Linked DNA regions of Mus musculus: region 1 is linked to region 2. Evidence: chromatin contacts called from public HiChIP or PLAC-seq data. All regions are on one chromosome and are shown on one strand. Each heading gives the region's core, a stretch centred on a gene start, on an enhancer-like site or on the middle of the called end of the contact. The rest is flanking DNA. Distances are from core to core; before and after follow the strand shown. Region 1 holds the start of Ing3 (inhibitor of growth family, member 3). Region 2 has its middle 85 kb from the start of Gm30270.

Evidence for each region. HiChIP or PLAC-seq counts read pairs in DNA pulled down with a chosen protein or histone mark.
Region 1: a FOXA1 HiChIP or PLAC-seq map of pancreatic cancer cells shows a contact between it and region 2. The contact joins the promoter of Ing3 here to the enhancer-like site in region 2. A contact is called at or near these places in 3 of 39 promoter capture datasets (cranial neural crest and liver), 2 of 115 datasets of contacts at active chromatin or transcription factors (pancreatic cancer cells and stem cell-derived neural progenitor cells) and 1 of 9 other capture datasets (adipose tissue).

What each region holds. Positions count from the first base shown.
Region 1 is chr6:21,947,597-21,952,424 of GRCm38.p6, reverse strand. Ing3 (inhibitor of growth family, member 3) reads right to left here and starts at 2,810. Exons shown (of 12, transcript NM_023626.4): 1 at 2,632-2,810; 2 at 2,316-2,387; 3 at 196-296. The coding sequence starts at 2,659.
Region 2 is chr6:21,764,452-21,769,735 of GRCm38.p6, reverse strand. No RefSeq gene overlaps it. Among named protein-coding and RNA genes, the nearest start is that of Gm30270, 85 kb to the left of the region's middle. Within about 2 kb of position 1,610, at least 28 of the 459 cell types and tissues checked have an H3K27ac peak or open chromatin away from gene starts, as enhancers often do. A contact at or near this core is called in adipose tissue, pancreatic cancer cells and stem cell-derived neural progenitor cells, where this site is marked.

The sequences.
Region 1 (4,828 bases), core at 1,561-4,060, 180 kb before region 2:
TGTTTTCCGATGGCTTTTGGTGACCCTGTGAAAAGGTCATCTGCCCCTTGAGTTGAACTGCTGGTCTAGAATATACCAAGTGCCCCCAAGTCCCTCATAAGTGCCCTCACTCCATATCCAGGTATCTACGTAATGTTACTATCTCTCCTAGAGGGTCCCAATGTGACTGCCAATTATCCAAGGCATCACACTTACTTTTTTGATGGATGCCATCTGTTCTTCTCGCCACTCGGGTTTATTCTTCTTTGCATTCATAAAGAACTCACTGACTCTTTGTTCTAGTTGATCCATTGCATCTGACACAATAAAACATTTCATACTTAGCCGACCAAACTGCTTTGATTTGAGGAAAAAAAAAAGACATCTGACAACTCTGTTTTAGCTTATACACATTTTGTACTATAAGCAGTGGTGCCTTCATTACATTAGTTTTTAAAAAGCTGAAATATTCTGTACTGACTTTGCTATTTCAAAACATTTTCCAGTAATCAAGGTAGAGTGAATTGTACAGACAAGGATCTACGCCACAACCCGCACTGAAATCAAAGTTAATGGCATTAAGTCAGCTGGTTACGGCAATCAGAGCTGCTTACTAACAGTACTCCTGGGACGGTCTCATACTTCTTTTAATAAAAATAGTGATGACAGAGTCAACACTTGCTCCATAGCACCAAGCACCTCATCACGTCCTCTCACAGGAAGGGATAATATATGTGACCGTTGCTCACCATTTATTCACTCAACACACATGCTATTTACTCTATGTAAGGCTTCGCCAAAGCCCAGGTCAAAAATAATGACCTCAGTGGATGGCTGCTAAAAAAATAAATAAAAGGGGTTTTGTTGTGATGGAAATGGAGAAAAAATTGCCCACTATATTTATCATTTAAGCAACTTCAGAGCAGGATGGCTTTTTACAAAAGATGCTGAGATGCTCTAGTTAATCTTCATTTTTAAAACACAATTTACTTTCAGCTACTTGCTGACCTTAGACATGCTGATACTTTTAATGCCTACTCACTTTGTTTCCGAAAACTCCAGGATTACAAAGTAAGTAAACTTGAAAGCACTGTCATATGAATAGATTAAATCCAAACTATCCCAGAATTTTAAAAAAATTGAATGATTGACAATGTTTTAAATTATCCTTTATTCTAAACCTATTTGTAATGGGCATTATACATCCTAATTATCTGTATTAGTTTAAATCCTCAGAAGACTGTCAGTTTTTAAAAAAAAAAAAAAAAAGCAAACAAGCCCCCCAGGCAGCAAGGCTGGAGTTGTCCTAGTCGTCCTGTCCAAGAGTGAACCCAAATCTGTCTGCCACCAAACTCTACTCAATCCCTCTGGAATGTGCTTCGGCAGGTGTTTACTACTGCAACTACCTTAAAGTCAAAGAGAAAAAGCACACCTATTCCAGTCACAGATTTATGAGAGGCTATTGGGCAATGCACCCCAAGAGATGACCCAGAGACTGAGATGAGAAAAGTACAGTCAGGGACAAAAGGTACAGAAATGAGGGGCAGGGGCGGCAGAGGCTCATGAATGAAGAGAACAAGCCCTTAGCAAACTCAAGTTACCTTTGAGCCTCTTCCAGTCTGGCTTTTTCAAAAGAACAAGGTTCATTTTGGAAATAAGTCACATATAAAGCTGCCAAGCACTGACAGAAAAAAAAATCAATGCTAGCAATGCCTGAAAAGCCAAGCACTAGGCAGACAGAAGCAGGAAGATGAGGAGATTAGAGCAAGCCTAGGATTATTATACATATTGAGTGTGAGACCAGCCTGAATGACGTGGTTGTGTTTACAAAACAAGAAACCAGTAGGGAAGCCTATCAAACGTCTACAGTTTTCTAAAGAGCAAGCGGGTGATTTCCTTAAAATCTGATCTCTCTCACTCATTTCTGGCTGAGAAAGTGTCCACGCTGTTCACAGCTCTAAGTGTCTTCCATTAATATGCAACTTGTCAAAGTTCGGCCTTCCGAGTTCACTAGGGTCCCTAGCCTGCCCTTCTATGTCTTTGCTCTGGAGAAATTCGGAATGTAATGAACTTTTAAGTCTGAATGCAGAACTCCAAGTTTCCACATCCAGGCTCGGGTGCAAACCTTCTGAAAATCACGCGAGTTTCCACTGCGGTGCAGTGTCGTCATCTCCATGCAGTACACAAACAACTGTGTTTGCTGTGCCCCGCGTGTTAACGGTACGGTGTGCCCGCCGCCTCCTTGTCACAGCCTGAAAAAAGTAGCGCGGAGGACCCGCCAGGCGATGCCCGAGGGAGGCCGGGGCTGCGCGGGGCCGTGGAGACGCGCCACTTACTCTGCACCTGCAGATCCATCTCGCGCATCTCCGTGAAGCGGTCCCGTAGGTCCATCGGAAGCTGCTCAATCACTGTCAAAGGCACAGTCCGTCAGAGGGCGGGGCCAACGGCGAAGGGACGCGCTGGCGTCACGCGTGTGTGCGTGCGTGCGTGCGTGCGTACGGGAGGGGGGGCGGCTCACAACGAGGCTGCCAGTTACCGTGAGAAAGAAACATCCCCCGCTCCCCCTCCCTCCCGCCATCCCGCCCGCCCGGCCACTCGCGCTCCCGCCCGCCGCCGATCCCGCCCGCCGCGTCGCCGGCGCCGCGCACTCACTTTCCAAATAGTCCTCTAGGTACAACATCGCGGCCCTGACTGTTGCGGGGACGAACGGGTCCAGGGGTTTATTTGTGTCACTCGCTGTCGCCGGAGTTTTGTCCCTTCCAATATGGCGCCTCCGCTAGCAGCACCCGCTCGACTCCGGCAAAGGAAAAAAAAAAAAAAAAAAGCAAAGGAAAAAAAAAAAGGCTCCACTTTGGCGCCTGACGGCGCTTGCCTCACTGCCGCCCGCCGTTGCTATTGGCTGTCTGCAGCGATGACGTCAACCGGCCGGTGCGGATCTCCGCGGTATTCTGGGAAATGTAGTCTTCTTTTTCCCCGAGCGTGGCCATTAGTGAGGGTGTCTCTTGGAGTGGCAACTACAGAAACCACACGCCTGCGCGAAACGGGCACGCCAGAATCCGAAATGCGGTGCCTCTGTTTATTTGTTGATTTCTTACATGGGGGATGACGGGAGTTGTATGCGCCTGCCTGACACAACTAGGAACAACTTTTCACCTGTTCTGGGCGGTGATTCTAAGCCCGCCGTTTGTGAGTCATGGATTTCTGGCTGTGCTAGGCAAATAGCAAAGATTCCAAACGCTAGAATAATCGGCTAAGTTCGGAAAATTCAGGTTGTTTAGAACAGAACTCGCTGCTGGAATTTATCTTCATTATTCACTCCTGATAAATAAATGGGACAAGTGATTGGTGTCCCTGCAACGTTAAGATAATTTATAGTGAGACTGGAGCGAATGTGCATTTCCCAAATTAAAAGACACCCAAAATAGTATTCAGTAGCCAGTTATGTTTTGCGGTGTATCTTGTGTTCATTGTAAAACAACTGTTCAAATGCATCCGCAATAAAGTAAATAAATAGATGAATAAATAACAACCAACCATAAATTATAGTGATTTAATGCATTGCTGGCATATACTAACAATGATTTAAATTTATGTTGGGTAAGTAGCTGGGTTAATGTTTATAGTTCTGGGCAGGCTTTTTTAATAACCCTAGCAAATGTTCACTGGTGGTATAACAAGTGTATCACCGCCCCGTTTCTATCTTAAAAATGCCTTTCATAAAAATTCGTACACTAAATGCTTCTGTGTTTTGGGGAAAATGATCCCTTCTTAGACTATCTGGTGGATTATAACACCACACACCTGTAATCCCCTAAGTGGGAGAATTGAGACAGGAGGATTAGGAGTGTGAGCTTTGGCAACATAGGCAATTAGAAGCCAACCCAGATTATGGAAGACCCTTTCTCATACAAAAGAAAATAAATCAGTATGACACATTTTATTCACTACTCAATATTTTTATGTTACAATTTTATTTACAATGACATACTTGTATTCTCTTTTGTCTTCTTTTAAAGCCATTTTCTTATTACTTGAATGTTAAATATATTTAGTCTACACCTGTTTAATTTAAATTTTGTACTAAAACTATTTATCTGTTTGTGCTCTTTGTTCAAAAGCAGCCACGTTTGTTTACAGTGCCTAATTTCATCTGTGTTGGGGTTTTTAACTCTGAATTCACTTTTCCAGGGTTATAAATATAGAGAAATTTCACTGCTGGAGTTAAAATCGAGTTTTGCTAGAGAATATTAGCATTTGACTCTGCAACTTTGCTGCAAGACACCATCAAACTTAGGGTCAAATTAAGTTATGTAGTTGAGGTTTATTCTATTGCACCGATAGATTGAATTGGAACCTGTAATGAAAATACTTCATTATATACTCTCAAGGGAGACTTTTTCTTCCTTATTGGCCTCTTAAGTCCAAGACAAGCATGTTTTCTTAGTGGCCTCTTATATGAAAAGAGTTTATTGCTCACCTACTCTTACATAGGGACTATTCCTCTTGGGATCCTGTCTTCTATTAGACTCCTCCTTGAGAACTGATTTTTGACGTTGTCTTCTTACAGTGGCTGGATGCATAGCTGTTCAAGCAGGAATTCTACATGGCCAAGATTTGATTGATAGTCTCTGAACTAAAGCTGACTTCGTTCCCAGCTTACCTCAAACGTGCTCATTTCCTTTGCTCATTCCTTCTGTATCCATTCTGAGAATTTCTATATGTCCTAGTAGAATATCAGTTCATTTGAATCCATTTGTTTATTTGAGATGGGATCCTGGGTAGCCCAAGCTGACCTCCAATTCACTATTGTAATCCAAGCTAATCTTGAACTTTTAACCTTCCTGCTTGC
Region 2 (5,284 bases), core at 361-2,860:
TTCCCGATTTAGTGCCCTCTAGAATAGTCACCATAAATTTAGACAATCATCTTCTATATAATACATTTGCTTAATGGGAACAAATGACATTTATAGCCATGGACCACAAAGGCCTCTTATGGTAGCAGTGCACCTGGAATAATAAAACTGCAAGGAACTTTCCAAAGTGCATTTAATGCTATAAAGTTGAGGGAGTTCTCTGTTTGGGAAGAATGGGGGAAATCTGTTAACTATGTCTTTGGGAACCTTTAAAACCTTTTTGGGGGGGGGTAAAAATCACAAGTTTTAAAGTAAAAAAAAAATTAAGAGATTATTTTTAGATTGGTTAACAGGAAATTCAAAACACCCTTGAGACTCTGAGAAGGCAATTAGAGATGATGTCTGTTATAAAGGTTATAAAATCTGAGTTAGAGACACTTGTGGTAACACTAGGAAATATAAATGAAGGAGTGCACAGCTAGCGTGGCCCTCCTGAGCAAGCGGAGGAGAATAGAAGCTGGGGCAGTTCCACCCTGGAAATGGTCCTTGAGCAGAATTGAAGGAGGGGTAGAGCTTACTTAAGCGTTCTGAGAGCCAAGGCTCTGAGATTTCAGTAAACGAACAAGGTTTTGAGGATATGACCTGTGGATCGGTGTGAATGACTGCACAGCACAGCACAGCACACTGGAGCGAACATCCGGGGAACAGAAGTGGGGTGAAACGTGGATTTGAGCCTTCGTTCTGTGGATTCCCAATGCTGAGCTGCTGGAGTGTTTCCAGAAAAGGAAGTGACACATGCATGACTCAGAACTTCCACTATTTTATCCAAGCAACAGGGATGGAGCTCAGGAGAGCAGGTGCCACCATTGTGCCAGTCCCTGAGGACAAGGCATGCTTTAGTGTGGTCTAAGGAAACAGAGGCCTCTAGAGGTTCAACTCTGAGAACTCTGGGTAAAGTGCAGACAGACCTTTCCTGGGCTTGTATAGAGGGAGAAAGATCCTCACCAGGAAAATGGAAGTCAAGGAACAGGGTGCATAAAACAGAGTAGACTACTATTGTGTGAATCTCTGCAAGGGGTTCCGTGATAGAAAAGAAAGGAACCTCAGGAGCTAAAGGGATCTGCGACCCTATAGGTGGAACAACAATATGAACTACCCAGTACCCTGGAGCTCTTGACTCTAGCTGCATATATATCAAAAGATGGCCTAGTCGGTCATCATTGGGAAGAGAGGCCCATTGGTCTAGCAAACTTTATATGCCTCAGTACAGGGGAACAACCAGGGCCAAGAAGTGGGAGTGGGTGGGGGAGCAGGGCAGAGGGAGAGTATAGGGAACATTCGGGATAGCATTTGAAAGGTATATAAAGAAAATATCTAATAAAAATAAATTAAAAATAAATAAAACTACAAAAAAATGGGGGAAAAAAAAAAGAAAAGAAAAGAAGAGAAAAGAAAAGAACCAGTATTTCTACATTTTGTACCTGGTAAGCTGGCAATAGTGTTAACCCAGATAGAAGGCTGGAGGAGAGTGAGTGTGGACGGGTAATTCATTTGCTTTGGGATGTACTGACTCCGGGATGCCCGCAGGACATGCAGGTGGAGAAGTCTACGGGCAGCTGTAAATTCCAGTCTGCCTCTTAGGAGAATACACTGTGCAGCCCGAGAATTTTTATGCGTTGCTCTCCCATTTCAGGAAGTCTGACAGAAAATGGGCTGAGGACCAAATCTCATGAAGAGAATCTTAAACAGGATGCTACAACAGCTTCTCTTTGTCTGAACTCCTATTCCTTCAGACGCGTCAAAGGAGGTAAAGAAATGAGAAATAAATAAGCTACTGAATCTTCCACGACAAGAGAGCCCGCCTCCTTTTAAAAGAAAATACCGCCAGCTGCCATGTTGCTCCAGTCACCCACGTTCTTATCATCCTGGGATTTAAAAGTGCATCTTCCTTTACTGTGAACAGAGTTCTCATCCAAGCATCCCCCCAGAAATGTATACAGAGGAATCTCCCCCATCACCTTGAATGTTCTTTTATTTTCCATTTTCAGATGGTAATTGCAGGCTTCTGTACATTCATGGGAGCCTCAAAAGTGGCAGGCACAGAGTGCCATGTACCAGACACAAATTTCCTCTCTTCTCTATGCCGATTTTTCACTTTGTACGCATCATTAGTTCCATTTTACCAACAAGGAAGAGCAACGCAGACTATTGATCTACGTACCAACGCGGCACTCTGATTCCCTGCTCTACACGTTGTTACCCAGCATCTCTTTTTCATCCTGTGGTTGAGTCTCAGCTTACTCCCCCTTTGAGAAAGCCAGATCCTCATGCATGTGATTCAATATCTCCAGGCACAATTGTCCTTCAAAGTCTCCTTCCTTTGGAGTGACACTTTTATCTATCTAATTGCCTCCCTGCTACTTATCCAGAATAAGTCCAAATCATATGAAGTTTTGACTGATGGCATGCATTGCGCTCTCTCTCTCTCTCTCTCTCTCTCTCTCACCCTCCCTCTCTCTCTCCTGCTGTTCTACTACTAGTACTCTCTCAGGAATGCCTTCTTCACACTTTCTTGTCAATCCTGCAGTCCCCACTCTTAGCCTTAGTCAATATGGTCCTGCCAAATGGCATTAACCCAGAGGGTTCTTATTTTAAAGAAGACAGAGAAGACAGAACTGTGTAACTCAGTAGTGTATGTATCATTTATAACTCACTTTGGGACTTATAACTCAGTCATTAGCTGTCCTAAGATGTGCTCCAATCACAGTGGTTATAAGAAAGCAATGGCTCAGTCCATAGGCTGATGTCTTATGTTAGAGAGTTCAGAATACTAACTGGCTAAATGGCCGGGCGTGGTGGCACACGCCTTTAATCCCAGCACTCGGGAGGCAGAGGCAGGTGGATTCCTGAGTTCAAGGCCAGCCTGGTCTAAAAAGTGAGTTCCAGGACAGCCAGAGCTACACAGAGAAACCCTGTCTCGAAAAACAAACAAACAAACAAACAAACAAACAAGAACAAAAAGCCGGGCATGGTGGCGCACGCCTTTAATCCCAGCACTCGGGAGGCAGGGGCAGGTGGATTTCTGAGTTCGAGGCCAGCCTGGTCTACAGAGTGAGTTCCAGGACAGCCAGGGCTATACAGAGAAACCCTGTCTCGAAAAACCAAAAAAACAAAACAAAACAAAACAAAACAAAACAAAACAAAACAAAAAACCCAAAAACCTAACTGGCTAAATGAAATAGAAGGAGTTTATATTTGAGGAAGTACATGCGTAAATAGTCCCAAGAGCATCAGCCTGATGGTCCTCTCTTCTGCCAGCTTTCTCAGCCTACACTGTCATGTTCCAGGAAGCACTTCCAGTCTTCCGGCCCATGTGTAAGAGAGGCTGGCAAATAGTCTTCAACCTGTACAACCATGCGTGCAGCTAAGGGAAATTGTATGATCAGTCTTCAGCATCTACAGAATAAAGGCTTCTCTTTGTAACTGTTTTACAAAGTGAATACTTTCTATTGGCAGGGACAGATGTGATCCATTGTACCATACCATGTATCCTAGTTCTTCTTGACTTCGGTTACATCACAGATTTCTTTTTTGATATTCTTTATGTTTGCTTGTGAGTCACAGCCCAGCAGCTGATTCTTCATGAAATGTTTTTTGTCCTGATTACTGCAAACCCTCTCTAAGTTCCCAATTTATTTGTTACTCTTCGTCTTTGGATTCTCTATCTTATAGCATACTTTTCTGTGTATATTGTTTTTGATTTGTCTAAAATCTCTTGGCAAAGCTTATTTTGTTCTATTATTATTTCTATTCAGTATGTTAATAGATTCAGGTGATATTTCTGATATATCATTTGTGTATGTAGTTATATATAAAACTTAATATTTGCATCAACATGAGCACAGTGAGTAAATCTAAAAGCCATTGTTTATGATAATTAATAAGGACAAACCTCAGTAAAGGAGATCATTTTTTTTCCTGACTTGGACAGAGAACACAGGGTTATCAAGGGCTAAGGACTCATTCAACTCCAAATGGATGTAGATTGGATCAGCAGACTGTGTTTAGGGCTCAGTCAAGTCTTATAAATGTCTGACTGAACTCTCAAATTCTACTTGTGGTTTAATAATATAATAGAGACTTAGATTTATAAAATGCTTTTATGCCTAACCCTGGACTATTCAACTTTCAATATACATTTATTTGATTGGTCATGTATAGAATAAAAAAGGTAAGCATACATTTCTATGAAATCACTAAGGAATTCCCAGGAGAGTGAGAGACTGAAGCAGGTGATTTCTAATAGCAATTTCTATGCTCTTTTCGAAAGTGACTTGAGAAAAATGATGCATCCAAAAGTACTAGTGCACGTGTAACAAACAGTACACATCTGCTCTTCTCCAAATCCACACTGAGCTCCATTTTGTTAGCCAGATAAGATGCTGAAAAACATTGGCACGTAAATGATATACTGGATCTTAACCAAGCTTGCTTGACTTCAGAGCCCACACTCTTCACTAAAAGGAGCTATTTTGCTAACAGGCTTACAAGATCATTTCTCACAGCCATGACAATTTGTTAGATATCACACATTGCTTCATGTAGATAATTGATATTTAAGGATTTGTGGCATAGTCAAAATTTATGTTCATTTAAGTGCACAGATGTATTTATTGTTGACATATATATATATCAAGAAGCTATGCTCTTATAAATGTATTTATTTTAGCCCAAGAATTTGAAGGTGTAAATCCTGTCTTTAACCTCTATCAACAATGGATGATAGAAAAATGGGACAGTCTACTCCAGCCAAGGTAGACAGGAACCAGGGACTGGATTTAGCTCCCTTTCTGGCATAAACAACTAAAGACATTGCATGTAAATATTTTAAATCAATTACTTGTGAAATTGCCCATTAGGTAATAAAAGAACAGGATGGATATGAAATTGGTAAAATAAGATCAATCTTCCTGTTCCACGGTGTACTGTTTTGAGTGGGTTTTCAAAACGTGCAAAGAAAAGTTAGGTACAACCTAGAGCAGTGGTTCTCAGCCTTCTTAATGTTGTGACACTTCAGTAGAGTTTATCATGTTGTACTGACCCCCACCCATAAAATTCTTTTGTTGATACTTTATAACTGTAATGTTGCTACTGTTATGAATGTTGTAATTTAAATATGTGGTACACAAGATATCTGGTAGGTGACCTCTGGCAAAAGGTTGTTTGCAGGTGGTGGAGAACCTCTGGCCTAGAGGATACCAGGAATACAAGAGGTATAATTGAGGGTGTGGGCACACCAAAGTAA